3 separate regions of the Sus scrofa genome follow, and regions 1 and 2 are each linked to region 3. A link is a contact called in public Hi-C data. All regions are on one chromosome and are shown on one strand. The core of a region is the stretch at or near the end of the contact, and the rest is flanking DNA. Distances in the headings are between cores, read along the strand shown.

Evidence for each region. Hi-C and Micro-C count contacts between places; a contact is called where the count stands out from the background.
Region 1: a contact with region 3 is called in a Hi-C map of omental adipose tissue, with 2.2 times the contacts expected there. The contact joins the enhancer-like site here to the promoter of SARDH in region 3. A contact is called at or near these places in 1 of 5 promoter capture datasets (liver), 17 of 47 Hi-C or Micro-C datasets (alveolar macrophages, brain, embryonic fibroblasts and 10 more) and 1 of 2 datasets of contacts at active chromatin or transcription factors (skeletal muscle).
Region 2: a contact with region 3 is called in a Hi-C map of liver, with 7 times the contacts expected there. The contact joins the promoter of VAV2 here to the promoter of SARDH in region 3. A contact is called at or near these places in 2 of 47 Hi-C or Micro-C datasets (both in liver) and 1 of 2 datasets of contacts at active chromatin or transcription factors (skeletal muscle).

The regions. Positions count from the first base shown.
Region 1 is chr1:273,161,849-273,165,080 of Sscrofa11.1, reverse strand. All of the region lies in intron 1 of FAM163B (protein FAM163B), which reads left to right. Among named protein-coding and RNA genes, the nearest start is that of FAM163B, 23 kb to the left of the region's middle. Within about 2 kb of position 1,455, at least 4 of the 83 cell types and tissues checked have an H3K27ac peak or open chromatin away from gene starts, as enhancers often do. A contact at or near this core is called in omental adipose tissue, where this site is marked.
Region 2 is chr1:273,474,471-273,477,974 of Sscrofa11.1, reverse strand. It overlaps VAV2 (guanine nucleotide exchange factor VAV2), which reads left to right and starts at 1,725. Exons shown (of 28, transcript XM_013987084.2): 1 at 1,725-2,474. The coding sequence starts at 2,271.
Region 3 is chr1:273,293,227-273,296,279 of Sscrofa11.1, reverse strand. SARDH (sarcosine dehydrogenase) reads left to right here and starts at 1,659. Exons shown (of 21, transcript NM_001253922.1): 1 at 1,659-1,730; 2 at 2,907-3,053. The coding sequence starts at 2,920.

The DNA.
Region 1 (3,232 bases), core at 206-2,705, 130 kb after region 3:
AGGGGGCTCTGGGACTCTGCGAAGGATCTAGACCCAGAGAGGGAAACAAATATTAACAACAGCCATGGAAGCACAGCACACCTGCTGTCTGGTGGGGAACTCCGCCTCCTCCCATTTTCCAGAGGAGGAAACGGAGGCAGAGAGAAACAGAGGCGTTTGAAGGCCCATTTTCACAGCTAACGGGAGACAGAGCCTGGCTGGCTCTCAGGGGTCTAATGGGATGTGTCGGGGCGGGGGGGCATCGAGTTTAATTTCTGCATGTCTTCCTTGGCCTTGCCCAGGCTTCGTGATTTCTTTCACTGATGAGTAAGACGGCGATGATGTTTTGGGGTGCAAACGGCAGACACACACTGCAGGTGACATGCTCACAGGAGTCACTCTGTGGATCTCAGGGAGGGAGTTGCGATGCTGTAAACTTGGACCGCGGCCTGGCTTTCCCTGGGCCCCTGTGTCCTTCCTCTCGTCCCCCTGGACCGGCCCGTCTGGCGCCACACACGTGCCACCCTGGCTGCAGCCTGTGCTCCCACGGCTCCACCCAAGGTCAAGGGAGAGCAGGGACCGGCCAGTGTCCACGTCCCACCTGCACTTCCTGGGAGAAGAGAAGAGCGCTGGCCCAGCTGGGGGGCCCTCCCTCCCGACCTCAGTAAGCTGTGGCCAGAGGGGCAGCAGCAGGGGGCACAAACCAGTGCAAACCAGCTACTCCAGACCAGTAGCTTGGGGCCAGGGCGGCAACCCCCCAAAACCTGTCATCCTGTTGCCGTGTCCTCAGAAAGATGCCGCAGGCTGTGCGGCTTCACACAATGAGACCTGGGGCTCCGCCGGGGGCGGGGGACGTGGGGGCACATCTCGCCCTGGAACAGGATGGTCACAGCAGATCTGGCCTGGTACGGACCCCAAAACCACTGGTGCACGTGGCCTCTCCTGGCCTCAGGTGGCTCGTCTCCCGAAGTGGGGGAGACACTCTGTGGTTAGCGTGGGGTCTCAGAGAGGGGGTCGGGGGGGCCAGGACAGGATGGGAGGGGCTGCCCAGGAGGCCCAGGACTCCCCGGGACAGGCAGTGGCCCACACACGGCTTTTGACTGCGACAGGCCCATTAGCAGGAATGATACACGTGGACCAGTGGCCCTGACGCTGTAGCTGGATCACCAGAGTGACCTGGCCTTCTCTGAACCTTGGTCTCATCATCTGCAAATTTGGGGTCCCCGTGCCTGCTCTGCCCTCCCACGGACGCTGTGAAGACCAGGGGCGCTGCCAGAGGTCCATCCCACTGCCTGCTTTCTGGCCACTCCAGGGCCAGGCTGAGACAAGCCGGGGTGTCCCCGTGAGGCCCCAGGAGGGAAGGGTGTGGGGCGTCGGGCCCGGCACTCCGTCAGCAGCTGCCTGCTCTGCTTTGCCTCACCTCCGCGAAGAGCGTGAAATGCATCTGGACAGCAGGCCTGGCCCCTGCCCAGCATCCCCTGCTGGCCGCCTCCTCTGCACAGCCAGCTCCCTGGATCCGGCCCCGGTCGGCCTGCACCCTCGGCAGGGCTGGCGGGCCAGCTGGCCTCAGCCACCCCGGGGGCTGAGGAAGGCCGGGGCTGCCCGGCAGGGTGCCCAGAAATCCTGGGGTCCCTGGGAGCTCTGGCTCTGTCTGTGTGGCCTGGGCTGCGTCTTCCTGACCGGGCCCTGTTGGTCCAGCTGTCTGGATCTGCTTGTCTGCACCTCTGTCTGAATTTGGAGCCGTCTGTGAGTCTGTGTCTGGCTGTCTCGTTGCTTTGGGCCTGTCTGGAGGTAACTTTCTGTCCATCTAGCTCTCTGCTCGGGGCCTGAGCTCCCTTCACAGTTTGCCTCTGATGCACACGCTGCCTGGGTGAGCCCCTCCTGGTCACATCCATGTCCTCCTCCATCTGTGGACTGGCGTCCCCAGCGTCCCTACCCAGCCGCTCCCTCCCAGGCCACATGACCCTGCAGACAAGCCTCCGGGGAACCACTGAGCCTCCAACCTCGCCACGCAGGGCTCAGCTCCCTCGCTTCTGCCTCAGCAACCTCCCAGACCCCGCGTCTCCACGTGAAAAGCCTGTCTATCACTTATTCTCACCCATTCCTGGAAGAGGAAACATCGGGCCCAGTTCCAGCAAAGTCTTTGGCAAGAGGCTTATCAAAAACTTTAGAAACGTGCACGCCGCAAATCTCCTCACTGCGCAGTCCCATAATTGCAGAACGTGGGAACTGATGCAAGCCCCTCGGTGCAGTGGGGTGTGGTGCAGCTGTGAAAAGGAGCCGCGAGCTCTGGGGTTCCCTGGGAGAATCAGGCATCCAGGGAAACGTGGGATTTCTGGGGATACTCAGTGAAAAGGGAAGTTGCAGAGGGTAAACGCGGCTCACCGCTTGGCTTAGACGTTTAGAAAGAAGCTGTGGAAGAATAAACCCAGAACTAAGTGAAATTGCCCTTCTGGGCAGAGCAGGGCACAGACGGGAGTGGGAGCAAAACCTCTCTGAACGCACCTGATTCTGTGCTTTAGACTTTGGAACCAGATGGTTTCTGCAATTAAAAAGCAAAGGTAGGCGTTCCCGTCATGGTGCAGTGGAAACGAACCCAACTAGGAACCATGAGGTTGCGGGTTCGATCCCTGGCCTCACTCAGTGGGTTAAGGATCTGGCGTTGCCATGAGCTGTGGTGCAGGTCAAAGATGCAGCTCGGATCTGGCGTTGCCGTGGCTGTGGTGGAGGCCAGCAGCTGTAGCTCCCATTCAACCCCTAGCCTGGGAACCTCCATATGCCGCAGGTGCAGCCATAAAAAGCAAAAAAAAAAAAAGTACTAAGAATTATCTCAGTTGAAACAGTTGTTTTACTACACATCCCTAAGGGCACAAGAAGAATAACAAATATCGAATGCCCTTCAGTAGACTTGTTAGTAAAAATGCTGGTAACGCTGCTTTTAAATTATCGTGTCTAATGGGGAAAGCAAATTAGTAATGACGTGTATGTGATTAGAAAGTAAAATTTTCATTGTAAAGACGTACAGACGTCACATTTTCATGAGCGAAAACCCTTTCATCTCCAACGTTAGGTGGAAATATCAGGACAAACTCATATTCATTTTTTTTTTTTTTTGTCTTTTCTCTTTTTTGTCTTTTTGTCTTTTAGAGCCACAGCCTGCGGCATGTGGAGGTTCCCAGGCTAGGGGTCCAATCGGAGCTGTAGCTGCCGGCCTCCACCACAGCCACAGCCACACGGGATCCAAGCCACATCT
Region 2 (3,504 bases), core at 476-2,975, 180 kb before region 3:
AGCAGTGCCTACAGCCCCCACCAGGGGGCGGCAGATGATCATCAGTGTTACTGGCTGGCCGGTCCTGGGCTCGTTCTCTTGACTGGTTCCCTGCACAGGACAAGAATGGGGTGCCCCATTCTGCCCTAAGTGCTGTGCAAAGCTCTGGGGTTCCAATCCTGCTCATTCCCCACACGCGATTCTGAAGGAGCGGGTGCTCCCCGTGTCACAGAGGGAGGGGGCCCTGCCAGGGAACGTGTTCCTGCAGAGCAGGGGCCGGAGGTGCTGGGGTTCAGACTGTCCCCCCACTTTGCGATTTCTCAGGGCGATGCTGCCTCAGGCTTTTCCCTTTTGTCTCTGGCAGGCTCAACCCCACCGTCCGGACCAGGCTGCTTTCTATCCCTGCTCCCGAGGCGGCCGCACCCGTTTCCTGGGAGGAAGGATGCATGGACAGGAACTTAGAGCTCACGGGTCACTTGGCCTGATTTTACTCCTGCCAGGGTCTTGGGTGTGCCCCGGGAGGCCAGCTCCTCCCCCACTTCTCCCCCTGGCCCAGAACCTGGCCTGGGTCCCCATCCTTCCTCCCGGGCTTGGGAAGGGTCAAGCCGGACTCCCTGCAGAGGCCAATGCCTGGAGCAGAAGAACCCTCGCTGGGCACTGAGGTGGGGGTGTCACCCTGCTTGGGCTCCTGCACCAGGAACGCCGAAGGAGGAGGGGAACTGGGCCATGGGGGCAGCTGTCCAGCGCTGCCCCAAGATTCCCGGCAAGTGTGTGGGGTGCCCAGAGTTTGGTCCCCTCCACCCCACCCCATGACTGAGCCAGTTTTAGAGAAGAGATCAGACTGACCCGGGGTCACCCTGCATGTTGGCGCTGAGAACCCAGGGCTCCTGACAGCTGAGTCAGGATGGGTATTATTTCAGGGCCGGTTTGGCTCTTTATGTCCTAGAGGCCCTCCCACTGTCAGGCCAGGCCAGCTGCAGCAATCTCTGCCCACCCCTCCCAGAGGGCGTGGCCCAGGAAGGAGTTCAAGGCAGGGTCAGTGGACCCTGCAGACTGCGTGGAGGCCCGCAGACACCCAGGGCCGGATCTGGCCACATCTCTTCCCCTGTTTCCCAGTTACTTAGGTCACATATTCCATCCCAGACGCCAGGATCTGCCCTCCGGGCAGCTGTGAGTGGCGGGCCTCCGCGTTACAAAACAGGGGAATCCCGGCCTTTGTGTGGAGTCGTCGTCGGGGGGGGGGGGGTGGCTTTCTGCCGGTCCCCGTCCCGGACACAGGATGGGAGGGGGCCCCGGGAGAGTCTCCGGGCCGTGTGCCTCCCGCTTCGAGTTATCCCGCGGGGGCCGCTTGGTGGACAGAGGGCGCGCGGGACGCCTCGGCCCAGTCGGTGCCCCGTCCAGGGTCTGTCCTGCGGTGCAGAGGCGCCCAGCGCGACGAGGACCACCTCCTGATCTCCTCCTGGAACGCAGGAGGGACGCAGAGACCACGACCTGGCCATCACCCCACGGGCGAGCTTGCGCGCCACGGGCGCACAGCTTCCCCAAAGTCCCGGAGCCCCTCGGACACAGTCTGCAGACCCCCGGCCGGGCGGCGCAGCGGCCCCCGCCCTCGGCGGCAACTTGCGCGAGCTGCGCCGGGGCAGGAAGTGGCGGGGGGCGGGGGCGGCGCCAGGCGCGCGCGCCGGCCCCGCCCCCCAGCCCGCCCCCACCCCGCCCGTGGCCGCGCCCCCGCGCCCCCCGCGCCCCGGAGCCGCCGAGCCGCGGAGTCCGAGCGCCAGGCGCTGAGCGCTGAACCCGAAGGCGGGGCGAACAAAGCGGCGGCGGCGAGGGCGGCCCAGGCCCCGGACGCGTGGAGCGAGCGACCCGCCGGGCCTTTGTCTCGGGCGGGGCAGAAGCTGCGGCGGCCGCGGGGCGCTCCGAGCGCAGAATGCGGCGCCCGGCGGGGCGGATTGCGGGGCGCTGCGGCGGCGGGCTGCGCGGAGCCCCGGCCGGGGCCCGGGGGGACTTGCGGCTGTGAGAGGGGGTCCGGCGCGCTGCCCGGCGCCCGCCCCGGGACCACACGTGGGCGGGAGCGGCGGCCCGCGAGGAACCGGAGGAGGAGGAGGAGGAGGAAGAGGAGGGGACCCGCGGCGGCGCAGCGGGGACCCGGGGCCGCCCGCGCGAAGCCCCGCCCCGGCCGCCGAGCCCCGCGCGGGCGGGCGGGATGCCCCGCGGCCACCGCACTTTGGCCGGAGCGCTGCTCTGAACGCGCCGGCCCAGCGAGCGGCGGGCGGGCGGGCGCCGCGGGCGCCATGGAGCAGTGGCGGCAGTGCGGCCGCTGGCTCATCGACTGTAAGGTCCTGCCGCCCAACCACCGGGTCGTGTGGCCCTCGGCGGTGGTCTTCGACCTGGCACAGGCGCTGCGCGACGGCGTCCTCCTGTGCCAGCTGCTTCACAACCTCTCCCCCGGCTCCATCGATCTCAAGGACATCAACTTCCGGCCGCAGATGTCCCAGGTGAGGGTTCGGGCGCTCCGGGAGGGGCCCTGGTGGGCGCGCCTCCGGCCCGGTCCCAGGAGCCTGGCCGGAGCGGGGGACTCGGGGACCTGGGCAGGCAGCCGGACGCCGAGCGGAGAGGGGGCGACCCCGGGGCCTCGGAGCCAGCCCTTTCGAGGGGCGATCCCCGGAGGCACGAAGTTGACCAAAGTCCCCTAAGCCTGGGGCGCGCATCCGCCGCCTGCGGGCACTGCCTGGGAGCGCCGGTGGCTGGGCCTGCGCCTCCCGGGGGTGAGGGGAACTCGAACCCCGGCGGGGCGCTCGCTCCTGCCGCCCCCTCTCCCGGGCGCCAGGACCCAGAGAGTGCCCCTCCGACAGCTGGGAGCCTGCCGCGCCAGGGGCCTCGTCGGGCGTGGCGTCCCCCGGCTTCGCGCCTGGTGGCTGGGCGCCCGGGAGGATGAACCCGCTGGCAGCTGGGCTTGGGCCACCGCGGGGAGCCTTGAGCCCTCGGGAACAAGGGAGTCGGTGGGCCGCCGGCGCCGCCCCCTCGCCGGCCCCCGCCTCCTCCTGAACCCCCGGAGCGCAGGCAGTACCGGGGTGGTGCACCTTGGTGGGAAGGAGCCCCTGGTGGCTTCCTGAGTACTCCGTAGTGTGGCCTTTGTCGCCGCCCAGGCACATGTGCCGGCGGGCAGGCAGGAAAATGTCTGCTTGGCCGGCGGGAGCTGCCTTTCTCGGCCCCTTAAAGGGAACTTGGCTGCTGCTTAAGCAGAACAGAGGCTCCTGTCCTGCCCTCCTGGGTGGCGCAACCCCACCCCAGCACATTTAAGGGGCCCTGGGTGCCCAATGGGGCCAAGGGGCCCCTCCCAGGTCTGGCCAGCCCTGGCGAGGAGCAGCCTTCTTGCTAGCCCCATAGCCCCTTCTTCTGTGACCCACAGCAAGTCCGAGTGGACAACGGCCATTCACAAATGTGACATCGGAAAACGGGCTGGGGAAGGAGGGCTGGAGTGAGTCAGAGCTTTTCCAGGCTGGGCTGCATGGCCTCTGCCCTTTG
Region 3 (3,053 bases), core at 410-2,909:
GCTCCCAGAGGTCCTGTTTTCTATCAGCACCTGCTCTGAGTCTTTGTACATCCAGGTGTGGGTGTGCTTATTCTTTCTAGATTTCCGCCTGGCATCTTCTGCCTGCGCACAGACCAGGTGCCCCAGACCCAGAAGCAGACAGCAGGCTTCTGGTCCAACTCCCCAGTAGCTTGCTGTGTGACCCGAGGCCAGCGGGCTCCCTTCTCTGGGCCCTGGGGCCCCCGACAGTCAAATGGAGGCAGGTGTCCCTGCCCTGGGAGGCTGGGAAGGTCAGAGGCTCACAGACGTCCCGCCAGGGTCACAAGGATCTGGGAGCTCAGGAGGGCAGGGTGCAGGGGTACAGACAGGTTAGGGGCAGTGAGAGCAACCCAGAGGCCCAGACCTGCCTCCCAGGGCAGCCAGAGCCCCTTCCCTGGACGGGTGTTGGGCAGGGGCGGAGTTGGGGTGGGGGCGCCCGTAGCCGAGGCTGGTCCATCCCACGGCCCTGGATCACCCCTGCAAGGAGCCTGGCCCTGGCACCACGCTGCTGCTTGCCCAGCACTTCCTGCCCACCTGCTGTGCTAAGTGCCTGTCTGGCCTGGGGAGCATGGCAGGCACTGTTCACCTGCAGTGACCCTGTAACCCCATTCTAGAGATGAAGAGGTGGGGTCACCTATCCTGTCACCAGGCTTAATAAGGTCTCAGGGTTTGCAGCCCTGCTCTGCTGCCCTCAGAAGGACCTGCTTGGGAGTTCCCGTCGTGGCGCAGTGGTTAACGAATCCGACTAGGAACCATGAGGTTGCGGGTTCGGTCCCTGCCCTTGCTCAGCGGGTTAACAATCCGGCGTTGCCGTGAGCTGTGGTGTAGGTTGCAGACGCGTCTCGGATCCCGCGTTGCTGTGGCTCTGGCGTAGGCCAGCGGCTACAGCTCCGATTCAACCCCTAGCCTGGGAACCTCCATATGCTGCGGGAGCGGCCCAAAGAAATAGCAAAAGGACAAAAAAAAAAAAAAAAAAAAAAAAAAAAGAAAGAAAAGAAGGACCTGCTTGGCTGCCTCCCTGGCCTGCCAGGCGGTAGGCGGGACAGGGGCTGGCAGCTCGGCCAGGGGCGGCGGGGGTAGGAGTGGGGGAGGGGAGGGTTCCTGCTGGGAAGGAAGGAGGAGACAGCGCTGGCAGGCTGCTTGGGCCCAGGAGTGCTGTTGCGGCTGCAGGTACACCCTTCGGAGCAGGGCCGGGACCTTCCCTGGGCTGGGGTTGGGACAGGCCAGGAGCTGGCGGGGACTTCTGCCTCGGGCTGGGTGGGCCCAACTTGTGAGGCCCTCTGTGGGAGGTGCCTTGGCCTGGGCACCTTCCACCCCCACCCCGTCCCCACCCTAAACAGCTCGAGGCCCCACCCCGTGCGTCTGACCCAAACCTTGGTAATGAGCGGCCAGCCTGCTGACTCGGGGGTGGGGGAGGGTGAAGGAGAGCAGGTTGATGTGGCAGCAGGTCTCCTGGCCTGACGGAGGGCACTGGGCAGCCCCCATGCCAGCCCCCATCCCCAGCTCAGGGCAGGGCGGGGGTGGGGGTGGAGGGCAGGGGGGCGGGGAATGCCGGGGCCAGCAGAGCAGTGGGAGGGAACCAGGAGGCTGGGCCAGGGGCGGGTTCCAGCCTTGGGCAGAGTCTCGCCTGCGCAAGCACATGAGCCCGACTTTCTGCCAGCAGAACAGCGCTCTCGGGGCTCTGGAAGACTGAGGCGCCCCAACGGCGAAAGGTGAGTGCAGGCGCGGGCCAGGGGTGCACAGGGGTGCTCAGGGCACCTCTGCCGTCGAAAGGCAGATGGGCTGTCAGAAGTGACACAGGGACTGGGCTGCCTGCCCCAGCCTCCAAGCCCCCGGCCCTGAAGCCTCTGAAATCACCTCTCCCTGCCCCCACCCCCTGGCAGGGGAGGGTCCCCACTGTGACCTGCAGGAGGGGCGGCACTCCCTGGGGAGGGTGGGAAAGGGTGTGGCAGTGGGTCCCTCCCCCAGACCAGGCCCCGTGACATCTGTGGACCGAGGGGTCAGAAGCGGGCAGGAGGGCCTGCTGCCTCGGCCACACGGTGGCCCTGTGACCTTGGTCACCTGGGGGCGCCTCCTTGGGCCTCAGTCTCCCCCCTCCGTGAAATGGGGACAATATAGCCACCTTGACTTCAGAGCAGAGGGAACCCGCCTGCCGTGTGGCACGGAAATGGAGGAGGACTTTCCTGGTTAATTGGCTGATTGATGCCAAGCTCGGCTGTGAACGCAGCTGCACCACCTGCATCAGTTCCCCCACTGCAGCCAAACCTTACTTTTCCTGCTGACCCCCCACATGGGCCCAGGAGCCTCTCCGAGGTGTCCTTCCCCTGTCCCAGTCTTCTTGTAATTGTGAGGTTTGGGTTGGGTAAGTCTGGAGGGCTTCCTGGAGGAGGAGGGATGCGCAGTGAGCCCTGCAGGCTGCTGGGAGGTCACTGAGGAGGAGGGAGGCTGGTTACCCATCCCCTGAGCCCCGACTTGGATTCTGAGATGGCCCGAGGGAGCCGGAGGCCCAGACCCCCTGCCTCTCTCACCTTCTGTCTTGGGTCCCAAAGGGCTCTGGGGCCAACGAGGCAGAGGTAACTTCTGTCTGGGAGTTTTCCCAGAGGGCGTGTTGGATACACCAGAAGGCTGGTTGTCCCCGCCTCAGAGCTCCCGCCACCTGCCCTGCGACCCCGCCCCTGCCGTGTACACACCCCGCCCCCTCCTGGTCCTCACTGTGGTCTCCAGGGTCCTGGCCAGAGTCTGGGGCGTGTGAGGCCCTCGGTGCCCATGGGCTGGACACGTGCTGTAGGAGGCAGGGGACAGAGGACAGCATGGGGGCACTGTGCCCTGGGCTCCTACTTGACAGAGCACCCACTGTGGCCCTCTGCGGCCGACTCTTTCCCCAGCAGGAGCCGAGTCCCCATGGCTTCTCTGAGCCGAGCCCTGCGTCTGGCCGCCACCTGTCCTCACCGGAACCCTGCCCAGGGCCTGGGGCCACGTCCCCGGACTGGCGGGACCGGCCCCACCACCGAGAAGAGCGTGCCGTACCAGCGGAC